Linked DNA regions of Pan troglodytes: region 2 is linked to region 1. Evidence: chromatin contacts called from public HiChIP or PLAC-seq data. All regions are on one chromosome and are shown on one strand. The core of a region is the stretch at or near the end of the contact, and the rest is flanking DNA. Distances in the headings are between cores, read along the strand shown.

Region 1 (6,277 bases), core at 2,266-4,765:
CAGAATAGCAACAGTTACAAGGACAGTGGCCACAGCTCTTCCTGTTTTATGAGTGTTTGCTGAGTTTCAGGCTTCCTGTTAAGCACTATCTTCCATCTTGGGCAACAGAGCCAAGAGGATGAGCATGAGACAAATGGGCAGAGATGGCCTGAACAAGGTCAAGTTATAAGATGAGGACAGGCCACCCTGGTTAACCTGGAGTACATCACCAGGGAGGCAGAAAGACACAGAGCCCACGACTGTTGCCTAGGCTGAGCTGGGGCAACTGGGGGGAGAGGGCTAGGCAGATGCAAGGAGAGGACTGTGATCCATCATGAGCTGGCTAAGCTCCCTGGGCCCAGGCCTGCCCATGTACTGAGGTCCCCAGGTCCTGGTCTTCCTGGGCAATGGGCAGAAGCTATAAGTGGGGAGATGTCACCTTCCTCCTCATGGCCACAGCTACCACTCACAACACAGGTAAAATAACTGTACCAGAGGTTGTGCTTAGCCCAATATTGGGAGATAGTAAATGCCTGCTTAGCTGGGTAAGGACTTCTAGGCTTGGTCACTAGTGATACTAAGAACAGGAAGGTCCTGGAGTGGGAGCCACATCTAATCCATGTCCCCTTTGAGGGCCAATTTAGGGCCAGATCCTGAAGGTCCCAAGCTAGTAGCCTCAGCCATGCTCACCCATAAAGGGGTACAGAGGGAAACCCACTCCAGGCCTGACCCAATTCCCAGTCCAGAACAAGGAGAGCACTGATGAGGTGCTATGGAAGTTCTTGCAGTCAGAAGTTACCCCAAGTCATTCATCAGACATAGCATCTATGGGGAAGGGGTTAAGTCCAGCCTTACTTAAAGCTGGCACTGTGTGGGCCTACAAATTCTGGTCTCCCACCCCATCCCTGACTCACCCACAGCATCTGGACACCACAGGGGCTGGTCAGAGCTCAGTCTTGGCCCACAGGGCCAAAGCCTTGGTATTAAGAAGTGGGTCTCTGGCCTCAATCCCTCACCCACCCAGCCTGCCCTCAATCCTAGCACAGGTGGAAGGTTAAATAGTGCCCAGAGGGGGATGAAAACTCTCATTCCTCATCCCCTTACCCCCGTCTGCCCTCAGAAGAGCCACTTTTTCCCTAAAAGACTCAGAGAATCCCATTCCTGATACTCTGAAAAGCTCCCCCACCCCATTCGACTGCTGGGTTAGTGGGCAAAGAAGCTATACCTGGGGCCCAGCCCCACCAGCCCAACCCTGATCCTCTCCTAGACCCACCCGCATGTTCCCCTCCAAGGTACTCTGGGGAGACAACCTCCTCTGTTGGCCCTAGTGTTCCTGGGAAAGACACAGAGAGCTGGGCCCAGCTCCCTGCTCAGATGCTTTAAGATCTTGTGCCTTAAATAAGTCCTGTAACCTCTCCAGACCTGTATCAGGTCCTGTACCAAGTGCTTTAAATGTATAATCTCATTTCATGTTCACAACAACTCCTTATCTTTCCCCATGAATAGATGCAGAAACCTGGCTTCCAGAGTCTAGGATATCATCCAAGGTCATGAAACTGGCAAACACAGGATAGCTATTAGCCATATCTAGAGGACTCTGCACTTGGACTCATAATTAAAACTTGTGTAAAGGCCGGGCACGGTGGCTCACGCCTGTAATCCCAGCACTTTGGGAGGCCAAGGCAGGCAGATCACGAGGTCAAGAGATCGAGACCATCCTGGCCAACATGGTGAAACCCTGTCTCTACTAAAAATACAAAAAATTAGCTGGGCATGGTGGAGCACGCCGGTAGTCCCAGCTACTCAGGAGGCTGAGGCAGTAAAATCGCTTGAACCTGGGAGGTGGAGGTTGCAGTGAGCTGAGATTGTGCCACTGCACTCCAGCCTGGCGACAGAGTGAGACTCTGCCTCAAAAAAAAAAAAAATCTTTTGTAAAATGAGAAGGGCCTTTGCTGTACTTCTAGCCTCCAGGAGCCACTATCCCTGCCATGCTCTACCCATCCATTGGCACAAGCTACAAATGAGTAAAGACCCCAGAGATGACAGATTCAAAGGATTCTGGGTATGGGGTGTGGCCCTAGGCCCAGAACTGTATGCCTTAAGCTGGAACCAGGTACCCGCCCCCAGCATCCCCCTGACCCCCACCATGCCACCTATATCAGCATGCCAGGTCTTCAGGGAGCCTATAGTCTGAGGTGGTTAGATGGCTGGCCCGCCCTCTGCCCAGGAACCAGGGGTGGGTTGGCCCAGGGCCTGTCCCTTTCAACACGGGACCAGCGACTCGTCAGGAGTCTATCAGCAGCCTCCTGAGGCTCCACAGGTGCAGTGGGCATCAGCCTTGTCCTCTGGCCAGCCCTGGGAGGCTCACACCACTCCAGCCCAGATGGGCAGGGGCCACAGGGAAGAAGCAGTCCCACCCAAGCCTTGGTGGGGTCTCAGCTTCCAGCAAAGGGAAACAGATCCATTCCAGTCAGAGGAGCTTCACATGGAAGGGGCAGCCAAGCTGAACAAGAGATCCCCTTTGGGCCTGAACACATGGGTCCAGCCAGAATCCCAGAGTCAGGAGTCACCCCTTCGCTGCTTCAGGATACAGCATCTCTAGCCATAGTGACTCCACCCCTTGCTCACTGGGACACTCAAAGCTTAGCTAGGCTACGCCTCAGTTTCCCCATCTGTAAAGTAGGGAGGACCACAAGCCTGACCTTACAGGACAGTATGACGATGAAACATGTTGCTGAGCATAGGAAGCTTAGCAGGGGCGCTAGACATAGCTTCACTCACAGGCTTCCGCTGTGGACCCTCCAGGATACCCCAGGCCTCAGTGAGGGCTCACTGACCTTCAGGGCACACTTCTGTCCAGTGCGCCGATGGAAGCACTCCAGCACTTTGCCGTTCACACCCAGGCCCAGCACCTGCTTGGACAACTGGTAGTCGTCGGTCACTGCGTACTTCTTGGGCTCCCGCCGCCCCCCCGGAGCACCGCCCAAGCCGGGTCCGCCGGGTGCAACTGGCGGGGGCACAGGGCCCCCCTGCTCCTCTGCTGTTTCACCATCCATGGCCCCCGCGGGGCGCTCAGAGGCGGCCCCAGCCTGGCGCTTCTAGTGGCACCTGGGGGAAAGGGGAAGAGTGAGTCCCGCCCAGACTTTTCCAACACACCCCAGCCTTGGAGCCTCTGAACTGGGCTGGGCTGCGAGCCCGGGGCAAGCTGGGAGTGCGGGACGAACGGCCTGAGAGTACAGACATGCAGCAAGGGGCGGTGGTCGCGCGGCCGGGTACAAGCGAGCACCGCCCGGGCACGTGTCAAGAAGGGAAGGGGCCGGGCGCCTAATGGCCGCGAGGTCCCCGGAGGAGGCCGCAGAGGGGGCCCAGCGAGGGCGTACCTGGCGGCAACGCACCTTGCTGAGGTACCGGCGAGGGGCAGGAGAGGCGGTCGCGGGAGCTGGCGGCCGCAGAAATCTCAGGGCCGAGAGTCGCGCTGCCGGCGCCCACGTGACCTCCCCCACCCCACCCCACCCCCCCCCCCACTCCCCCACTCCACCCCCCGCTCCCTGCGCGTCATCCCAACTTGGGGCCCCGCTAGGTCAGCCTTAAAGGGCCAGGCGGGCCCCGGCTGGGTCCCGCCCCCGAGCCGGAACAAAATAGGAGGCGTGGCTTCCCGAGGGGGCGGTTACTTCCTCGGTTTCCAGGGACACCCAGGGAGGCCCCTGTACTGGTAGTCCGCTACTGTGCGGGTCCCGGGTTTTACTCGCAACCTAGAACGTGACAGCGCAGGACGTCTTATTTCTCTTGAAAGCTCTCCTTGAGTCGGGTGTTTGCTCTGCACGCTGCCAGGTGGCCCTCCAGTATGGCTTGCTAGGCTTCCGACTTGCCTAGTGTTGGCCAACCCTCAGCGTACTCAACTTTTTAAACATGCCGAGGGAAGTGGCATCTTGTCGTTGTTGAATTCGCCACTCTTTAGCCTCTGGTGGCTCTGGGCGTCTCCAGCACTGGCGACTGCCCCCTTTTTGCAGCTCCCGCTCATGCCCTTGACTCGCTGCTTCCCTTTGGTATATACAGCGTCCTGGGGACCAGAAATCCCGAGTTGCCATTTGATCAGATCCGCCAACCTTTCACCTTATGGTTTGGGCTTTTGGCGTCGTGTTTAAAAAGTCTCTGCCTCCCATCCGAGTGACAGATATTCTCCATTAGCTTTCTAGTTTTGCCTTGCACATATAAGTCTCTGTTAAGCCCATCTTAGACTACCTTACGTATTTTGAGCCAGTTTTTCCAACACCGGCTGTTAAACAACTCTCATTTCACAGATGAGGAAACTGGGACCCCTGGGGAGAAAACAACTTGTCTAGAGCCATAGGGAGGGTGGCTGTGGCTGTCTTCTGGGACAGATCTGAACTACTTGCGCACATCACATCACTCCCCCAATCCGGAAGCTGAGGGACCTGAGCGAGCTGGCTCACTTGGAACTGGGAAGGTGCGGCTCAGCGCAGGGGCTCTGCATGGGCCTCTGCTGTCATCTACAGGCCATCTACAGGACTGCAGGTACCAGGACCTCGGTTCCACTCAGAGGCGTCTTCCAGCCGTCTTACTCTTGGCTCCGGAATTTAGGCCCAGTGAGCGCCTCCCCCTCAGCCCCTCTGGTTAACACACGCACACTCACGGACCCCTGGGCTGCATGTGCAGGCTCATCAGAGAAGTAGCTCTTGGAAAGATGATCTTCTGTCAATGAATGAGTGAATGAGTGACTGAAAGGGTGCTACAACTTATTAGTGGGTACCCACTGTGTGCAGATGTTGAGTGGAGATGGGGTTGGGGCTCTGCCCCTATTTCTTTCAGGCAACCTTCAAGCTAGCAGTGTTCAGTGAAGCAGGAGGCTCCAGACAATAGCCTCAGCTGGCCATAGTGAACACTTCTTGCAGACCAGATGCTGGGAATGTGCTCTCCCTGCAACCCCCTGACCTTACAGAGCCTAGAGGAGGTCACACTATCCCTTCTGCCCCACACTACAGACACACAGGACAGAAAAGCCCAGAGAGGCTAAGTGACCTGTCTGAGGTCAGCAGCTGTCATGACAGAGCCCCCATTCCAACTCCAAAGCACAACCTCAGGGCTGGGCTCTTATCCTCAAACCATGGCCTCCTCTCCTAGTCCTTTCTGGCTCCTCACACAGCCACAGGTGCAAACATACTCTCACACATGTACACATGCAGTCACACCTTTACACATGTGCACACACATGCATATAACACGTATAAACACACATGCATATAACACACATGCACACAGATACACATGCACATGTGCACACACACATGCATTTATGCCCAGCTGGACCCAGGATTGATGTCCCTGAGCCCAACCTGAGAATCTGATTCAAGATCTCAGAGCCTCTTTGAAAGCCCTATGATCTGGAATCTTCTACTGCTGGGGGGAGCCAAAGAAGGCTCTGCTCTCTGAAGGCAACTAGTTTGAGCCTGGTAAACCTGAGGCTGAGCAAGATGTCATTCTGGTGAGCAGAAGGCTAGGCAGCTGAGGGTGGAGGCTGGCTCCTTGCCCCAGCCAAAGGCATCTCACTGAATGTTCTGTGAAGATGTCTTCTTTCTTTAAAATGGAATTAGATTATAATTGCTCTACAAATTTTATAATTGTATTTTTAAGCTGGTCTCTTTTATTAAAATTTTAAGTTGCATAAGTAAAACTTCCTCATTGTAATTAATTCAAATTATACAGAAGTATGAAAAATAAGGCAAAGGTGCTGCTTCTCCCCTCCCAGTCCCTATAACCAGTGTCCATGCTTCCACAGGCACACGCATTCCCCACATGGGTCCATCGGAGAGATGCCTTGAAACTACTCACTTAGCCCAGGAAAGTCAGAATATGTGGTTTCCCTTAGTGCTCATGTTCCAGCAACCACCTGCAGCATCCCCTCCACAATGATGGGAGGATTTGGCATGCAGGATGGCTAGGTCTGGTCAGGAGTGGGTTCATGATGGCAGACTCTGCCACACAGCCCTTCATGTAGCTGTGTGTCCAAGGGGACAGAGACTTTGGAATAGCTTAAAGTGAGGGGGGCTAAATCCTACACACACACACACACACACACACACACACATTCCTACACACACACACACACACACACACATTCTGTCCTTACTGGAGAGAGGAGGCTGCACATGGTGAGAGGATGGAGGCCAAATGAGCGAGACTTTGGGGAAGGCACTGCTGTGTATTCTTGTGATTCATCTTGTGATTGTTCTGGGTAGGGAGTGGCAGGGGAATCTTGCAGTAAGGTCAATCCCTGGGG
Region 2 (6,277 bases), core at 2,504-5,003, 770 kb before region 1:
ACTCATGACTCTAGCTCATCATTTTCCTCTCCCAGATGGGAAACAAACCCAGAAGGTGCACAGCATTCATTAAGAAAGGACTAGGCATACTCACCATACTTTAGCTCACATATCTGGCTGTCCTTCTTCTTAAGCTTCTCACAGATCTTCTCCACAGGGATGTGGTGGGCCAGAGGCTTTGATACCTCATTGATGATTTTGGTGGCTGCATCATCTGTGGCCCCGATATAGTAGCACTGGAGCAAGAAAGGACAATGGCCTTCAGGAGGTGCTTGAGAGCCATCTCCTCCAAACATACTGACACCTTGAAACATCATCTCTCTGTAGGGCCTTACTTGTGTTTTGAGATAGGGCTCCCTGTCACCCAGGCTGGAATGCAGTGGCATGATCACGGCTCCCTGCAGCTTCATTCTGTTGGGTGGTGATCCTCCCCTCTCAGCCACCCTAGTAGCTGGGTCTACCGGTGTGGGCCACCACACCCAGCTAATTAAAACAAATTTTTTTTTTTTTTTGAGATAAAGTTTTGCTCTGTCACCCAGGCTGGACTGCAGTGGCGCAATCTCGGCTCGGCTCACTGCAACCTCCGCCTCCCAGGTTCAAGCAATTCTCCCTGCCTCAGCCTCCTGAGCAGCTGGGATTACAGGCGCCTGTCACCATGCCTGGCTAATTTTTGTATTTTTTAGTAGAGATAGAGTTTTGCCATGTTGGCCAGGCTGGTCTTGAACTCCTGACCTCAGGTGATCCACCTCGGTCTCCCAAAGTGCTGAGATTACAGGTGTGAGCCACCACGCCTAGCCTAAAAATTTTTTTGTGCAGACAGGATTTCACCACTTTGCCCAGGCTGATCTCAAACTCCTAAGTTCAAGCAATCCTCCCACCTTGGCCTCCCAAAGTGCTAGGAAGACAGGCATGAGCCACCGCACCTGGCCCACAGCGGCATTTTTCGGTGCCCTGCCTGTACTGGTAGTCAGATTCAGCCAGTGTAAACCCTGGACTCTTAACACATGCTCAGTCCAAGCTGACAGCCACCAAATGAATTTAAGTGTCACCAGGGTTCAAACCTTTAACAGAGAGAAAAGCCAGAGACTGTCAGAGAAATTCAAGTTAGAAAACCCATTGCTTCACTAGGGCTTTTGTCTTGGATTCGGCCCTTGCCTATCCTGTAGGCACCCTGTCACCTTCTCCTGTCCACATACATGCCAAACTCTTTCAGGCCTCTGGGCACTCACACTGCTGTTCCCTGTATGGGATGGTCTTACCCCACTTCAATGATAACCCTTCCTCAGAGACTTCTTGGCCACTCTAAATCAGCACCTGCTGGTCCATTTTCTTCATGACACCCAGACATTGCATTATTTGTGTGTCCGACTGTCACTTCTTTCCCCTGATATTCCCAGTGCCTAGCACATAGTAGGTCCTTAATAAAGACTAACAGGATAAAAAAAAAAATCACAGTTGCAGAACACATGCTGCTTTGGGAAGGACATAGAAGCACTTCAGTCTCACATTAGTTTATGGAGAGAGTAGCTGGCTTCCTAAACAGAGAGGTGGGCAAGGCCTTTTATCAAACGGCTGGTGAAGCCGAGGGTTAACATGAGCCAGGGCCAGTTGGGGAGGATCACCAGCTACTTACCAACCGATTCTCTTTGCCTCTTGCTTCCCGGCAGAACTTTATAAGTTCGTTTTCAATAGTGGCTGGTGAGAATGTGACATCTCTGTCTTTGAGGTCCTGGTAAAATCTTCCCAGATAAGAAATACAAACTGGAAAAGAGAGGGACGGGAGATGCTCAGCAATCACCAAGCTGTTCCAATCCACCAGAAAAGAACTCCGCCAGCAATTTTAATAGGAGACACGGAGATGAATCATTAGAGGTGAGCTTTTCCATCACCGATTTTTCTCAGGTGTCTACAGGTAGACAGAACCTGCTTCCAGGTGGCGGGGGTCCCCTGGTACACCCAGGGCATCAAAGGAGCAAGCATCACCCAATGACCTATAAACGACTTCTCCCTGCTCCTTTCATCAAGTTTAAGCCCATGGTGAACACGTGTCCTTGAGACGGGACTCACTGTGACCTCATAAATGGAGAGACTGGAAGGTGAAGAGAAAAATGATCAAAATGCTGCTGCTAATTTCCAAATACAACAGCGGACCCAGAGGTGCAGCTTCGTGATCCCAACAGACAGGGCGCAGCACCCACGGCCAGCCCTGGAGCTCCCGACGCCGAACAGGGAGCGGTAACCTCTAGATGGTGGTGGGGACAATAACTCAGGAGTAATGGAGATTTCAGGCCAAGTTTTCAACGGGATCTAGTCTCAACTTTTCTTCGTCGGACCAATGTTTTCTAGGCCCAAGAAAGATTTACTAGGGCGGGCGCCGGAGCCTCCTCATGCAGGCCCCGCGGGGACCTGCTGTCGCCCCCGCCCTCGCCCCCCCCCCCCGCCCTCTTGGCCCCGGCCGTCTGGTGATGTTGTGGGGTTCAGCGCCGCCGCCAGAACGGTCACGGATCGCGGCCCCAGGCCCCCTATCCCGCACCTTCGCAGTCGCCCGGCCGCAGCGACCGGCTGCCCGGCAGCACGCTCAGAGCCAGCGCCACCGCCAGCCCCTGCGTGGCCCACATCCTCCTCATCCTCCTCCTCCTCCTCCGCTGCCGCCGCCGACCGACTGAACCGCACCCGCCGCGCCGCACCGCCTCCAAGTCCCGGCCGCGCGCCGTAGCTCCCCATTGGCGGGGGGCCCCCCGGCGCCCTCCCACATGCCCTTCCCCGTTGGTCCAGGAGCCGCGAGGCCAGACGGGCGGCTCCACGCTGCCCTCCCTCATTGGCTGGTGGTGTCTGAGCCCTAGACAGTTGTCGGCCGCTGATTGAACCCGGGCCCGCCGCAGGAAGCGACTACAGCAGCGACGGAAGCGGTGTGGGCCGCCATTTTGGGTAAGGGCAGCGACTGTGGCTGAGGCTGGGTACTGCTAGCTGAATGGGGTTCGGCCACGCCTTACATCTGTTGAGTTGACCCGCGTACCCCTGCCCTGGGCCCCAGGCTCCCTCGAAAACCCCTGCTGATCTCCTCGCCTGGACTCCGACTCGTGGTGCAGGAGTTCTGGGGTCAGCCAAGACAACAGGTTAGGCAGGAAGGGCGGGCGGCCGCAGGCAAGGCTCAAAGAGGTTTCTTTTTTCTTCTTTCATTCGCGTGGGCAACGGACCCAACCTTTGAAAGCCCACCTGCTGATCCTCCACCTGACCGGAGCCCGCCGTGCATAGCCTGATAGGAGACGTGCGGGGTGGACGGACTGCGGGACATCCGGAGGAAGGGCTCAAGGCGCGCCAAGCTCAAAGCTGGGCCGCCACTCTAGACCGTGGAGGGAAGCGCCCGGGCCAGATCATCGGTCGAGGACATGGGGTCGCCTCAGAGTGGGAAGGTGAGGGGCTCGGGAGGTGCCCTTAGAAGCTCTGAATCGTGGCTTGGTGGCTGGCCAGCCGCCTCCTGCCTCCCCGGCTAGGCCCTCGGGGTCCCCCGCTGCCGTGGGACCTCCTGAGTGGGGTCCCGGGAATCACCAGAGAAGCACTGGAGGATGTTTCCTTTTCGACTGCCCTTTCAAGTGCCCTCCTGGCTGCCTGCCTTGAAGGCAGGATGCGGGAACGGTTGGCTCTACTCAGTGCAAAAAGGACATGTCTATGGGGCTAAAAAGGGCTTGGAGCCCGGCGACAAGGGTTGGAGAGGGGCACATCCTCTGCTCCCATTCAGTGAATTCAGTGGATCAGTATCACGTATTTATCTTTAATTCACATCACAGCAGTCAAGGAAGTGGGGAAAGGGGGAAAAAATCAAGTGGCAGATATTTACAACTAAAATTCACATTACTTGTTGGATTTTGAACATGCTACCACAATATATACAGTAAAATACCTCTTGGGACAATGGTACAAATTTTGTTTCCTTTAACTTTGCTTTTCTGGTACAGGTAAGATTTTTAAATCACTTTTTTTCTTTAAACATGAATACACAAAAGAAATGGTTAGAAGTTTCCTTGTTTTAAATAAGCACAGAATGCGGGAGGTTAAAAACACATTTATAGTGCTGAATACCAATTGGACATCACACTCTATACATTTTTTGCTCAAATTCCTGTACAAATACACAGCATTCAAATAGGTATTTACAGATAAGCTTGAAAGAATGAAAATCAGTATTTTACAATCTTTTCAAAGGGTTCTCATCTCTGGCCTCCCATTTCCCCTCAGACTGACTTATTCTCCAACAAAAGGGATTTCAGAATGTGTCGTTTTCATTTAGTTAGGGAAAATGGAGAGGGAAAACAAACGGTTTCACCTTGCATAATGCGAAGCCAAATGAACCCATACTCCCCTCCCTACCTCTTGTGCCACCAAGTGGAGAAGGTAGCTGTTCTTATGTGATGACTGCCTTGTCCAGGGATTGACTTTCAGAAGTGCCTTAAAATCTAAGCCCTCCTACCTATGAATCAAATCCAAAACTAGCCCCTAACCCCTAACCCTCTTAACACCTGTGAACACCAGATGGTCCAGAGATTGAAGCTTGCAAATGAATGTAGGCTGAGAAGCAGGCCAACCCTTTGAGGTGAGGGCTGCTGTAACTGACCCATATCCTCAGCAGCCTTCCGCCCCACTCTGCCTGGAGTGAACCTGGTGGTATCAGAAGGGACCCACACTGGTGATAAACCCCCAGAAAAACCCTGGAGGTAATTTAGACCTCCATCTTTCCCAGTAGGTTATTAGCATTTCTGTTAAACAAGCTGGGGTTTGTTTACAAGAGAAAAACACACTGACCATGGCCTTTACTGTCTGGAAAGAGGGGCAGTGGAGAAGGGACAAGGGGCTCGGGCCCAGGGCCTGGCTGTGGAGGTCATACAGGCCAGCAGAAGAAGAACTGGGGGCAATACGCCTGCCCAACAAGGCAGCCTTGTGACCATCATTAATGTGAACTCGAGCAAATAAAAGAAAAAAAATATTTTGTAGGCTTTTTTTAAAGTAACTTAAAAGCACCCTGGTAAAGTACTACTATACCCACCTGACCCTATCCCCCCAAATAATAAACTGAGAGGAAAATCAGTGCCCTGACTTGAATGAGTTTCCTCTAAAGACACCACTGCTCTGCTTTATAGTTTCCTATAAAGACACCAACAGACTGGGGAGACTGGAGAAACTACCCTCCTGCCAGCCCCGAACCCTGAGTGGTGGTCCCCATGGCCTGGAGTGGGTTGCTGTATGTGGCCACTTGGGAGATGACAATTCTACCTGCATGGCTATCTGCTTCCAAAAGGAGAAGCCCCCTCCCACCCTCTTTACCCAGGAGCCTGCTGAACCTGACCACATGTCCTCAGGGCCTGGAAGCCTGGCTGGGCAGCCAACCCCATGGCTCAGAGGTAGTGCTGAAAATCCCTGATTCAGGAGCTGATGGTAGGCATTCTGGATGCTTCTGAAAGCTTTGAGGATTTCCGGCGCCTGCCACACCCCACACTCTTACACCAGTCTCTCTACCACGTAGGAAGGGGACCAGCTCCCCCTAGGAGGAAGGTAGCTAGGATAGCCTCTCTGGCTCCATACCTCCACTCAAACCCCAGAGGGCGGGAGATAACCCTTGCAGATCCAGTCACCACTGGGGCTCCTGTGGGGCATGAGGTGTTTCAAGAATGGAAGGGAGCAAATGGTCAGAAATAATGTGATGGAGAGAAAAATCCAAGGTGGAGTAGGAGACGGCTGGCCCATTGAACCCTGGCGGTGCCCTGGGCATGCAGTTAGGCCAGTCACATGCCTGAGCCAGCAGGTTGGTCCAGCCAGCCCCTCAGTAGCACACTCCTGGATGGAAGAGGGGGCAGGTGGGCAGGCATTTGTGCAAAACGGCTTGTGGCCCTTTTTCCACCTGTGACATGTCTATATGGTCCTTGCAATCCCTGAATGCAACCATGAACTCTTCTGTCCATACAGCAAAGGAAGAGGTCCTTAGTGCAATTTCCATTCGGTGCATCTCTACCCTGGAGGGAGGGCCTGGGCTCCCACTCCTGGGCCCTGCAGTGTGGCAAAGTGATTCTGTCTGTGCAATTTCTCCATGTAGCTCCACATGGTCCAGAACTGCAGGAGGAAGAAAGCATCTACTGCATAAAGGAAAGAAAGGAAAACCCATAGAAATGGAAATGTAAAAAAATAAAAAGGGAAGCCACAACCCTTCATGCTGCTGTGGCCTCTGTACATGGCAACACATGAGTTCACGGCAGTAGAACGGAGACTTGGGGGTGGTTCTCTCCTG

The links. HiChIP or PLAC-seq counts read pairs in DNA pulled down with a chosen protein or histone mark.
Region 2: a contact with region 1 is called in an H3K4me3 HiChIP or PLAC-seq map of stem cell-derived excitatory neurons, with 14 times the contacts expected there. The contact joins the promoter of MANF here to the promoter of MAPKAPK3 in region 1. A contact is called at or near these places in 2 of 7 Hi-C or Micro-C datasets (induced pluripotent stem cells and stem cell-derived neural progenitor cells) and 1 of 1 datasets of contacts at active chromatin or transcription factors (stem cell-derived excitatory neurons).

What each region holds. Positions count from the first base shown.
Region 1 is chr2:54,643,139-54,649,415 of NHGRI_mPanTro3-v2.0_pri, reverse strand. MAPKAPK3 (MAPK activated protein kinase 3) reads right to left here and starts at 3,515. Exons shown (of 11, transcript XM_016941174.4): 1 at 3,360-3,515; 2 at 2,817-3,087. The coding sequence starts at 3,035.
Region 2 is chr2:55,415,178-55,421,454 of NHGRI_mPanTro3-v2.0_pri, reverse strand. It overlaps MANF (mesencephalic astrocyte derived neurotrophic factor), which reads right to left and starts at 3,753. Exons shown (of 4, transcript XM_001169644.8): 1 at 2,534-3,753; 2 at 1,634-1,761; 3 at 95-236. The coding sequence starts at 2,819. It overlaps DOCK3 (dedicator of cytokinesis 3), which reads right to left. Exons shown (of 53, transcript XM_016941180.3): 53 at 3,753-6,277.